2 separate regions of the Mus musculus genome follow, and region 1 is linked to region 2. A link is a contact called in public Micro-C data. All regions are on one chromosome and are shown on one strand. The core of a region is the stretch at or near the end of the contact, and the rest is flanking DNA. Distances in the headings are between cores, read along the strand shown. Region 1 holds the start of Foxd1 (forkhead box D1). Region 2 has its middle 4.9 kb from the start of Gm32351.

What was found. A called contact is a pair of places that touch in the nucleus more often than the background predicts.
Region 1: a Micro-C map of embryonic stem cells shows a contact between it and region 2, with 6 times the contacts expected there. The contact joins the promoter of Foxd1 here to the enhancer-like site in region 2. A contact is called at or near these places in 4 of 39 promoter capture datasets (cranial neural crest, frontonasal cranial neural crest, hippocampal neurons and 1 more), 7 of 484 Hi-C or Micro-C datasets (cerebellar granule neurons, cerebellum, cerebral cortex and 2 more), 2 of 115 datasets of contacts at active chromatin or transcription factors (embryonic forebrain and embryonic midbrain) and 1 of 9 other capture datasets (embryonic tail).

Annotation. Positions count from the first base shown.
Region 1 is chr13:98,352,092-98,357,115 of GRCm38.p6, forward strand. Foxd1 (forkhead box D1) reads left to right here and starts at 2,154. Exons shown (of 1, transcript NM_008242.2): 1 at 2,154-4,614. The coding sequence starts at 2,529. The coding sequence ends at 3,899.
Region 2 is chr13:94,705,459-94,710,206 of GRCm38.p6, forward strand. No RefSeq gene overlaps it. Among named protein-coding and RNA genes, the nearest start is that of Gm32351, 4.9 kb to the left of the region's middle. Within about 2 kb of position 1,308, at least 6 of the 459 cell types and tissues checked have an H3K27ac peak or open chromatin away from gene starts, as enhancers often do. A contact at or near this core is called in embryonic stem cells, where this site is marked.

The sequences.
Region 1 (5,024 bases), core at 904-3,403, 3.6 Mb after region 2:
TACCTTAACTAAAGCAAACAAAACTGGTGGAGTGCCCAAAGATGGCTTTAGTGAAGCTCACTCAAATCTCTGGTTACCTGTTCTGTACCTTCATTGATCCCAGTGTGTTGAGGTGGTCTGTCAAATCCAGCAAATCCCCACATTCCTCGCCCCCCGCCAGTGACTTTAAGGTAATTTACCACGTTTCCCCAAACATTTCCAGGAAACAGCCCTTTAACCCTTTGGGGGCGATATTGCAAACGGAACATAAGCTCTCAACTCCCAGACCCTTCTAGGACAGACAAATTGCAAATCTTGAGCAGAGAGATTTTCCTCTAACGTTACTAATAACCTGCGAACAATTCTTCTTGTATTCCATCTTCAAATACGTTTGTACGCAGCAGCCCTCAGCACTGCGAAAACCATAGTGTTTATTTAGATATCGGGCAAGCACTAATAAAACTTAAACTTTTGATGTAAAAGTGGACTCCTTGGTTAGGACGCCTGTCTGCATCAACAAAGCATTCGCTGCCTGATTAATGTTGGCGCAGGTTAATCAGAGCCCATTACAATAATTAGATGGTCCAGTCATACATCAAATGAGAGGCAATGAAAATCAACGCGTTCAGATCGCAAGGCATTCTCATAGATCTTTTAAAGATCTCTAGTAGACTTTACAGACCATTTACAAGTGGAACTGGTGGTTACCCATTGGAGAAAACGAAATCTGATTTGAAAAGAAGTATTAGATGGGGCAACAGCTTATTTTTGTGATGAATACCAGTTAGAACAAGTCACTTCAGGAAGTAAGAAACACTTGGTTGATACAATGACACACAGAGCATTTGAGATTGTTCCTAGAGAAAGCCATTGAATTTTTATTCAGTTCTTGGCAAATGGCGATTTTAACCAGAAAGTTAAACTGGTAAGGCAAAGTTCCCTATTTGAAATCGAAACATCTCAGAAAAGGCAAACATCCAGAAAGCTAGGCTATCAAAATGAATTCGGATTACACAATTATTCGGATTTCCCGCCAGCCAGAACAAAACATTTAGCTGGTGGTAAACACAGGTGACCTTAAAACAGAATAATACTTTAATCATCCCTATTAGCTTGCCACTTGGAAGAAAAATGAATCGAGTGGAGTTGCATCCTGCATTTAAAATTTAAAAGTCGGGTTTTTTTTTAAAAAAAAGAGTATAAAAAGCATTTAATGTATTTTCCAAAATAAAAAATTGATCTCAAAGTTCATCTTTGCTACTGTCCTTTCTACTATCAATCCTTCCGGAACAACACTGTGTGTAAGTTATAATAATTCCAGTATTTAGAAAGTAGTGTGAAATGCTCCTTTAGAAATACCTTTTATTGAAAAGTATAGCGCTCTTTTTCCTAACATCTCAACAGTGTTTGAGTTGCTGCTATGTGTAATTTCTGTGTGTGTTTGGGTTTTCATTACAATTTTCTATTTCTTTTCCTCATTCAACCATTGCTTGCTCTATTCCCATGGAATTTGTGAGATGCTCTCATTAGAGTGGCTTAGTTTAGCTGTCAAGTCTCTAGGGCATTCAATTGCAGATAAATGACCAAAACGCCAGCCTAACCGCATTTTTATTAACAGATGGCGGAAAACAAACGTCTTTGGAGAAGAACCGAAGGGAAAGGGTTAAAGGGTCAATAAACAATTATTACCGTGCTCAAAATGGGGGATTTTTCATCAGATTCCACAGGCGGAGACTGGCCCAGTCCAGAGAGCTGGGACACCCTACCAGACTCCCTCGCTCAATATTCCAGTGAGCACCTCACACATAGAGCAGTTGTCCCCAGTGGGATGACTCCTACAGGCCACTGGGTTGTCCAATCGAAGCGTCCCCGGAGCGCTTGAGATTAGGGTTGAGGGCTAATCCGGGAGAATAAGGCTGGGGGTTTGAACTCCTGTAGCTCTCGGGTCGGCTCGCGGCTGGCTAGGGTGGGATTCAGGATAGCCAATATCTTGGCAAGAAATAGTGGGCTTCAGTCTCCAACTCTTGCTGCTGCCCCTCCTGCGGGTGAACTTTCTCTTCCTACACGCCGATTCCCTCGCCTTTCTTTTCCTTCCCTGGGCCGCGCTCTGACGTGCACACCATGTGACAGGCCCCCTTCTGCTATAAGCACAGACAAGGTCCGCCCTCTTCTGGACTCAGCCCTGGCCTTGCCGAGCTCCGTTTCTAGATTCTCACTCCTCCCGCGCCCTTCTGGGCGCCCGACACCGACTGGCCCGCCAGGGTCCAGCCACCCCCTCCTGGACTAACCGGGCTAAAGGGACCACAGTGGAAAAGGTCAAGTCTAGAGCGCCCGCCACCCGGTGCCCGCCGAGCCGGGGAGCGCAAACACCTCGCACAGCCCTGCTCGCCAAGTAGCGGAGCGGAGCGGCCCCAGCCACCTCCTGCAGCCGCGCGTCGCAGAGTGGCGTCCTCGCTCCGGGTCCGCCGCTCCGGGATCGGCCTGGGGAGGCCAGGGAGCCGGGAGCCCGGTGCCCCTATGTGCCGCCGCGCCACCGCGCCGCCCCAGCTATGACCCTGAGCACGGAGATGTCCGATGCCTCCGGCCTCGCGGAGGAGACAGACATCGACGTGGTGGGGGAGGGCGAGGACGACGAGGAGGAGGAGGACGATGACGACGAGGGCGGCGGCGGCCGCGGCGGCGGCGGGTCCCGGTTGCCGAGCTCGGCCCAGCGGCGGAGGCGCTCTTACGCCGGGGAGGACGATCTCGAGGACCTGGAGGAGGAGGACGACGATGACCTGCTGCTGGCCTCCCGGCCCGCCGCGTCCCCCGCGCCTCCGGGTCCTGCGCCCGCCCCGGGGACCGGGTCGGGCGGCTGCAGCGGCGCCGGAGCGGGAGGCGGCGCGGGAGGTGGTACGGGCGCGGGCACGGGCGGGGGCGCTAAGAATCCGCTGGTGAAGCCGCCCTACTCGTACATCGCGCTCATCACCATGGCCATCCTGCAGAGCCCCAAGAAGCGCCTGACGCTCAGCGAGATCTGCGAGTTCATCAGCAGCCGCTTCCCTTACTACCGGGAGAAGTTCCCCGCTTGGCAGAACAGCATCCGTCACAACCTGTCGCTCAACGACTGCTTCGTCAAGATCCCGCGCGAACCGGGCAACCCGGGCAAGGGCAACTACTGGACGCTCGACCCGGAGTCCGCAGATATGTTCGACAACGGCAGCTTCCTGCGGCGCCGCAAGCGCTTCAAGCGCCAGCCGCTACTCGCTCCCCACGCGGCGGCCGAGGCGCTGCTGCTGCGCGGTGCGGGGCCGGCGGCGGGCGCAGGGGACCCGGGCGCCGCGCTTTTCCCGCCGCCGCCGCCACCGCCCGCCTGCGGCTACGGAGCCTACGGCTGCGCCTACGGCCTGCAGCTGCCACCCTGCGCGCCGCCCTCCGCGCTCTTCGCTGCCGCCGCCGCGGCAGCCGCCGCCGCCTTCCATCCGCACTCGCCCCCGCCGCCTCCTCCTCCTCCGCCGCCGCCTCCCGGTGCGGCCGCCGAGCTGGCGCGGACCGCCTTCGGCTACCGGTCACACGCGCTGGCTGCCGCCCTGCCCGGCCCTTTGCAGGCGGCCGCAGTCAAGGCGGGAGGCCCGGGCGCCGCAGCGCTCGCACGCTCGCCCTTCTCCATCGAGAGCCTCATCGGGCGCACTCGGGGTCCCGCGGCCGCCGGGGCGCACGTCTCGTCCGGGGCCGCCAGCGGGACCGCCCCGGGACCCGGGGGCGGGGGTTGCGCAGTACAGGCGGCTGCTGGTCCCGCCGTCGCGCTCACCCGCTCGCTCGTGGTCGCCGCCGCGGCCGCCGCCTCCTCCGTGTCCTCGTCCGCCGCGCTGGGGACTCTGCACCAAGGGACAGCGCTGTCCAGTGTGGAGAACTTTACTGCTAGGATTTCCAATTGTTAGGAACGTCGTTAGCGCGCGGGAGAGCGAAGGTAGGACTCCCGGCTTCTTTCTCCGGATGGGGGGGTTGGTTTCGTTCGCCCCTCCCGGTCCTCGGAGACCCCGCGCCCCCCATTTTCGCCGCTTCGGATTCTTGGACCAGACTGTGTTGGGCGACAGCTGGGGCGCCGCGCAGTTTAGCTCAGAGGGTCCATCTATTTATGCAAAATCGCCCTATGCTGCAACCCTGACTTGGGGTGGGAAGGAGGGGAGTCGCTCTGTCTTGGCACTAGGAATTTCCTTGACTTTTGACAAATTGAGAAAAAACAAAACAAAACAAGCAAAATCATCAAAACTAAGCCCTTTTTGAGGTGTAGAGATTCTCAGGTCCAGGCGTTTTAAAAAATCAGTAATGTTTAAATGCAGCTTATAGAAAACCAGTAAAAGTCTCCAAGAAATGCCTCTACTTGTTCACACTTGTTTGGTAGACTTTTTTCATGGAAAGAAAAAAAATTAACATGTTTACACAAGAAATAAGTCGAAATTTACCATTTCCTATTTTTAACCTGTGTTTTGTATCATAATGGACATGCGGAATTTTTATTTTGTACTTACTACGTATTCTTTGCAAGGAGTATTGTAAATTTTACTGGCAATTATTATTGTACTATTCTAATGTAAGATTTTTACACTTTTTTTCAGAAATAAAATGCTTAATTTTCAAAGAAAAGCCACCTAAGTAATTGGCTGAATTGTCCCTTTCTTAGTTTCTTTTCTGTTAAGAAGAAAAAGGTGGAATAGATGAGTCTGAACTCAGTCCAGGATCTACTTAAATAGTACTTTCAAAGAAAGACTAACAAAACCGGGATACCATGCTGCCACAGTTCTTCTTCATTTAAACTTTCCAAGTCAAAGCCATCCGCTGCACAGAACTTGTTTTTAGTGACAGCAAATGAAAGCCGTTACTTTGCTAGATAATTCCAAGTCCAAGCTTTGTCCATCTTTGAGATCAGGGAGATGGTTTAGTCATTCTAAGGTAATTTAACAGGAGTATTCGATTTTATTTTCAAAATTCTCGAGTTAATTTCTGCTCACTTATCAGCAAGATGTTGTAAAAAAAAAAAATGCTCAAACACTATGTTAAACTGT
Region 2 (4,748 bases), core at 58-2,557:
TCACAGCGGATGTCCACATTTTAATATAAATGGTAGCATCAAACCTGTGAGTTTTATAAAACGAAGGTTTGGTTTGCTGGTTCATTGTTCTATCTTAACAAAGAGGAAGCCTCCAGAGACCCAATTTTCTTATTTTGCCCCATGCCGTGTCAGCCTTAAGCAAAATGTCCAGAGCCAACCACACTTTCTAGGGGTCTCCAGGTTGGTGGAGGGGCTTCGGAAGGTTTGAACTCCTAGAGACTGTGCTCAAACCTAAACACCTTTGCTGGCGTTCCTACCTAGGGAAAGATTTCAGTGCAGATAAATCCCAGAACTATTATAGCTGTGTCTACTGGTTTTCATATATAGTCAGGTTATGTTTTCTGAATGTCACCCTTCCCAATTAAGTGTAAAATTCTGTCAGTTATGGGATATGGAAGACAGTGGTGACATAATTAGAACTTATACATAATAAATAGTACATCTGTAGTATTTTAACCTCCACTAACAGTTATGAGATCAGTGTGTGGGCCAATTAACTATGGAGCTTTTTTTTTTTTTAAACCAAGGCTCCATAAACACACTGGTTTTAAATGTCCTAATTAGTAACTTGCTCATTAATTAACTTTCTGATTAATTGTGTAGCAATCTAATTTGTAGATGAGCCACTTAAAGAGTGATACCTTGTAATTCTTTCTTCTGTCTTTAAAATTCCCCCGTAAAATGTGATTTTGTACCCAGCTGGCCTCCTGGTTGTGGAAAACCCATGCTTAAGAGATGCTGTGCAGTTGGCCCCAAACTAAATTTCTGTTAATCTTGCTCTGTGTGGATGGAAGATGTCAGTTGGAGGCTGAGGAGGTGGGAGAGGACAGGGTTCAAAAAAAAAAAAAAAAGAAGGAAAGAAAGAAAAAGAAGAAGAAAGTGAAAAAAAGACCAAAACAATGTTATACCGTTGAGTAAGAAAAATACTTTCTCCTCCTGGAAAAGAAGGTAAAATGGATTTAGGCAGGACTTTAATCAGAACCAAATATCTTGATTGCAAAACCATTTAGGGGAAAAGAAAATATTTAAGAAGAAAACTTATTGTGGCCTCCACACCCCTATCATGGACTATTCCAGACATAATTTAAAACGGTGGACAAAAGGGCCAAGCATGGATTTCAATAGAAGCCCTCCCCCCAGCCTCCCCCCCCCCCCACCTCCACGCACTGGAACATCCAGGCTGTATTATTAGCATCAGAAAGGGCGACCAGTCCGGCTTCCACCAGAGCTATTGTTGCCAGGGTGTGTCGCCAGTCCTGTCCTGCAGAAAGCCTTTAGCCCTGATGGCAGATGATTCTCTAAGTGAATAGAGATGAAGGCAGGGATATTAAGTGACTCTATAAAACATCCCGGACACAATTGTGTGATTGATGGAGGACAAAGTGGGAACAGCAGGACAGAGGATCCTGGGAGAAGCAGCCTTGTCAATGCGAGAAACCCATCTCTGGAAACAGCTTCTCCGGGAGGAGTTTGCAGTCTATTTGTATGAGTAATCAGCTGGGCCCCCTCTCTGTCAGCCCTGTTTACTCACTGATTTTCTCAACAAGACAACCATTGACACTGGATGGATGGGGCTAATCTGGCGCAGAACTGGCGGCTTCGCAGAGGCTACAGGTCGAAAATAGAGCGCGGTGCCAACTTCACCTCGCCTAATCTAGCGGCTAATATTTATTAGAGCCAATTTATACCGCTGCTCTCTCAAAGAGCAAGGAAGGCCTCGGTGCAATTAATAACATAGGCGATAACCACAGACAAACAAATAAATAAGGGTTTGTGAACTGTTTGGCTGGTTTTAAGGATGGATGTGAAGGGGACAGGGTTGGGTTTGCTACCTGGAGCGGGAAAGGAAGAGGTAGTCAAGGTAGCCCTGAAGAAAGGCTGTCTCCCTAGCCAGGCTCATCCAATCTCAGAGCGACAATCGGCTGCAAAGTGGCTTTAGAGCCTACACGAATGTATGTAATTCCACAATGCAGCTAACAGAATCTCTGTACATAGACACCTGCCCTCGCAGAGAGAGGTGCATGCGCACACTCCTGTTGTAAATATCCAGTTTATGCGCATCCCCACCCGCTGAGGGAGACCCAGATTGCAAGACTGCTCTGCACTCAGAAGCCAAGCCTGCAGCCATCGAGAAGAGTGGCTATCTGGAAGCTAGGAAGTGGGGGACTGGGGGAGATAGGACAATAAAATAGGGCACTAAGCAGAGTGGTTTCCTTCTATAACCCACGGTTGTCCTTGAGGCTTGTTGGTAGTGATGCTGCCACAGGCCGAGTTTCCTACAACTGGATGCTTAAGGAGATTTTGCAGGGCCAAGCTGGAGAGAAGCAGATGAGTGTGTGTGTGTGTGTGTGTGTGTGTGTGTGTGTGTGTGTGTGTGTGTGCCCGGGTGGGTATCCAGTCGCCCACAGACTGGCTTTGCAAAGGGTTGGTAAGAGGCATTGTTCCTAACCGGGCGCGGCTTCACCAGGGGCTGAGATGTGCACGCTGACCTTACCGCGGACCTGGCCTGCAGACAGCTGGCTGCGAAGAAGGAAGCCCTTTGCCCTCGAGCCCTGGTTTCCCTACTCGCCCTCCCCGACCCCCTCTGGGCCAGCGGGCGCCCGCGCCTTACTAATTGCTCGGCTCCCTTCATGCACACATCTCCACTAATTTTACATTTCTCATTCTGCGGGTAGCTGGAAAGCGGCTCAGGGAATACGGTTCCTTCTCTTAGCTACCGCATGAATACAGTGAGTGGTGGCCGTCCAAGCCTCCCTGGCTGGGGGCTTTGGTAAATTAGCAGCTTGGCTGTATAATCAGGCATTCGCCATTGAGGCCACAGTACTGTACCCGCTAACCAGGTGAGATTTCATCATCTAATGGGTTGGGAGGTGTGACCGAGCTGCTAAGTTAGCAATTAAACTTCGCAAGTATCGTTCGATTGTTTTTTTTTTTTTTTTTTTTTTTTTGGACAGGCCACTGCAACGTTACCCCAGCTATTGAAAGAAAAGAAATCCCTTTCCAGAATATATACACAGACGGAAATGATTTTTGTGAAATCCATGGAATGATATAAAGGAAGTATCATGTCTAAACACACCGTTTGGATTCTGTATTCTATAAAATACAGGCTATATAGTTACAGAGTTCTAAATCTGCAGTGGGGGGAGGGGTGGTAGCTAGTTGCTGCAAAGGCAGGGAGGGACTGTGTGCAAAATATTAGATAACATCTAATCTAGGATAGAAAAAAAATCTAGGAAATCAGAGATTCGTCCCTTTTGGGCCTATCGTTTAGATTTATTATTGTACCAAGAACTGGTATCAAAGCAAAAGGGCAAACGGTCTCATAGAAGCCCCCCCCCCCCAGTAGGCAGCTCCTCTGGCTCCTGAGGCCTAAAGCTTTGCCATCTCCTTCTGAAGCTCCAAGGTGTATCCATGTAAGATGGGAAAATGGTTGGTGTGAATTAGAAGGCTCAGGTTCCCAGAAACAATAAACACTCTTGCGCTGGGGACAACACCCTGCGTATGTAGGTATGTGGGTCTGTGTAAGAGAGAAAACAGCACAAGACCTGGCTTCTCCCGAGCCCTAAGAGCTTAAATGGAAACATAACAGAAAATATTATTAGCTTTATCTGCTGACACTAGGGACACGGGTTAAAGTATTTTTCATTTAATTTGATAGTGAATAAGGCACTTACAGTACTTGATGATCTATTGATCAAATAGAAATGAGGTGCCAGCAACACCTCCTTATTTAATCCCCATTCCCACGATTAAAAAACCAAGTGAATTTAGGAAAAAAAAAAAACAATTTGCTCAGTAAGTGTTGTGTTATATAAAGAATAGAAAGAGACCCGTTCTTCCAACCTATAAATCTCTCCTTGGGCTAATATGATTGACTACAGGGCACGTGAACCCCCGCTGAACTGTAAACAGTGTTTTAATGGACAGTAATGGCCCTATGATTTTTAGCTATTGTTCCAAAATGACTACCATGTTTATTGCCATCATTAAAAATGAATTAAAGAGTTATGAAACTCCTCAATAATGAGAACTCCGGCAGTTTATAAGCCCTGTTCTGCTCTTCTCAGTTCACTTAACGGGCTGCATCTGCCCAGAGTGGTGCGGGCTGGGTGACACCCACCAGAGACCACAGTTTAGGGAACCCGGGTGTCCAGAACCTTTCTTTTGTCTGATGAGGGCCCGGAGAACTAAGAGAGAGGGAAGGAAAAGAGGCGGTGATGGGATGAGAGGGAACCCAGAAAGCTCTGCCCTTTCGGGTGTTCCCGGTGAGGAGGTGTGGTGATGGATGACTGTAGGAGCCGGGGACTGGGAGGGGACAAGATTCGCTTCCCTGCAGCAAAATGGCCTCGGTCAGGGTGGTGGTAGGGGTACGGATGGGATCCCGGGGTTGGGGTGGGGGTGACCAGAGGCGTGTTCCTAGCCCTAACCCGGCCGAGGAAGGCGCTGTGGGACCCTGTTAGGGCAGGCTGCAGACCCAGGCGGGGTTGCCTGGTCACTGCCCTGTAGTTCCGCGTGGTGGCGGCCACTGCACCTCCCCGAAGCCGGGGGAGTCGCTGGGGACCGCGCAGGAAAAAGGCTCAGCAAAGTTGCTCGCAGCCGGGGCACTGTTCTCCGAGGGGTCTCTGGCTGGAGTCTGCACGTTTCTCTTTGCATTAGCAAAGCCCAAAGTCATCCAGTTTGCGCTAATCACCACAATTAGTCCTGAATTATCACCGGACTCTGAC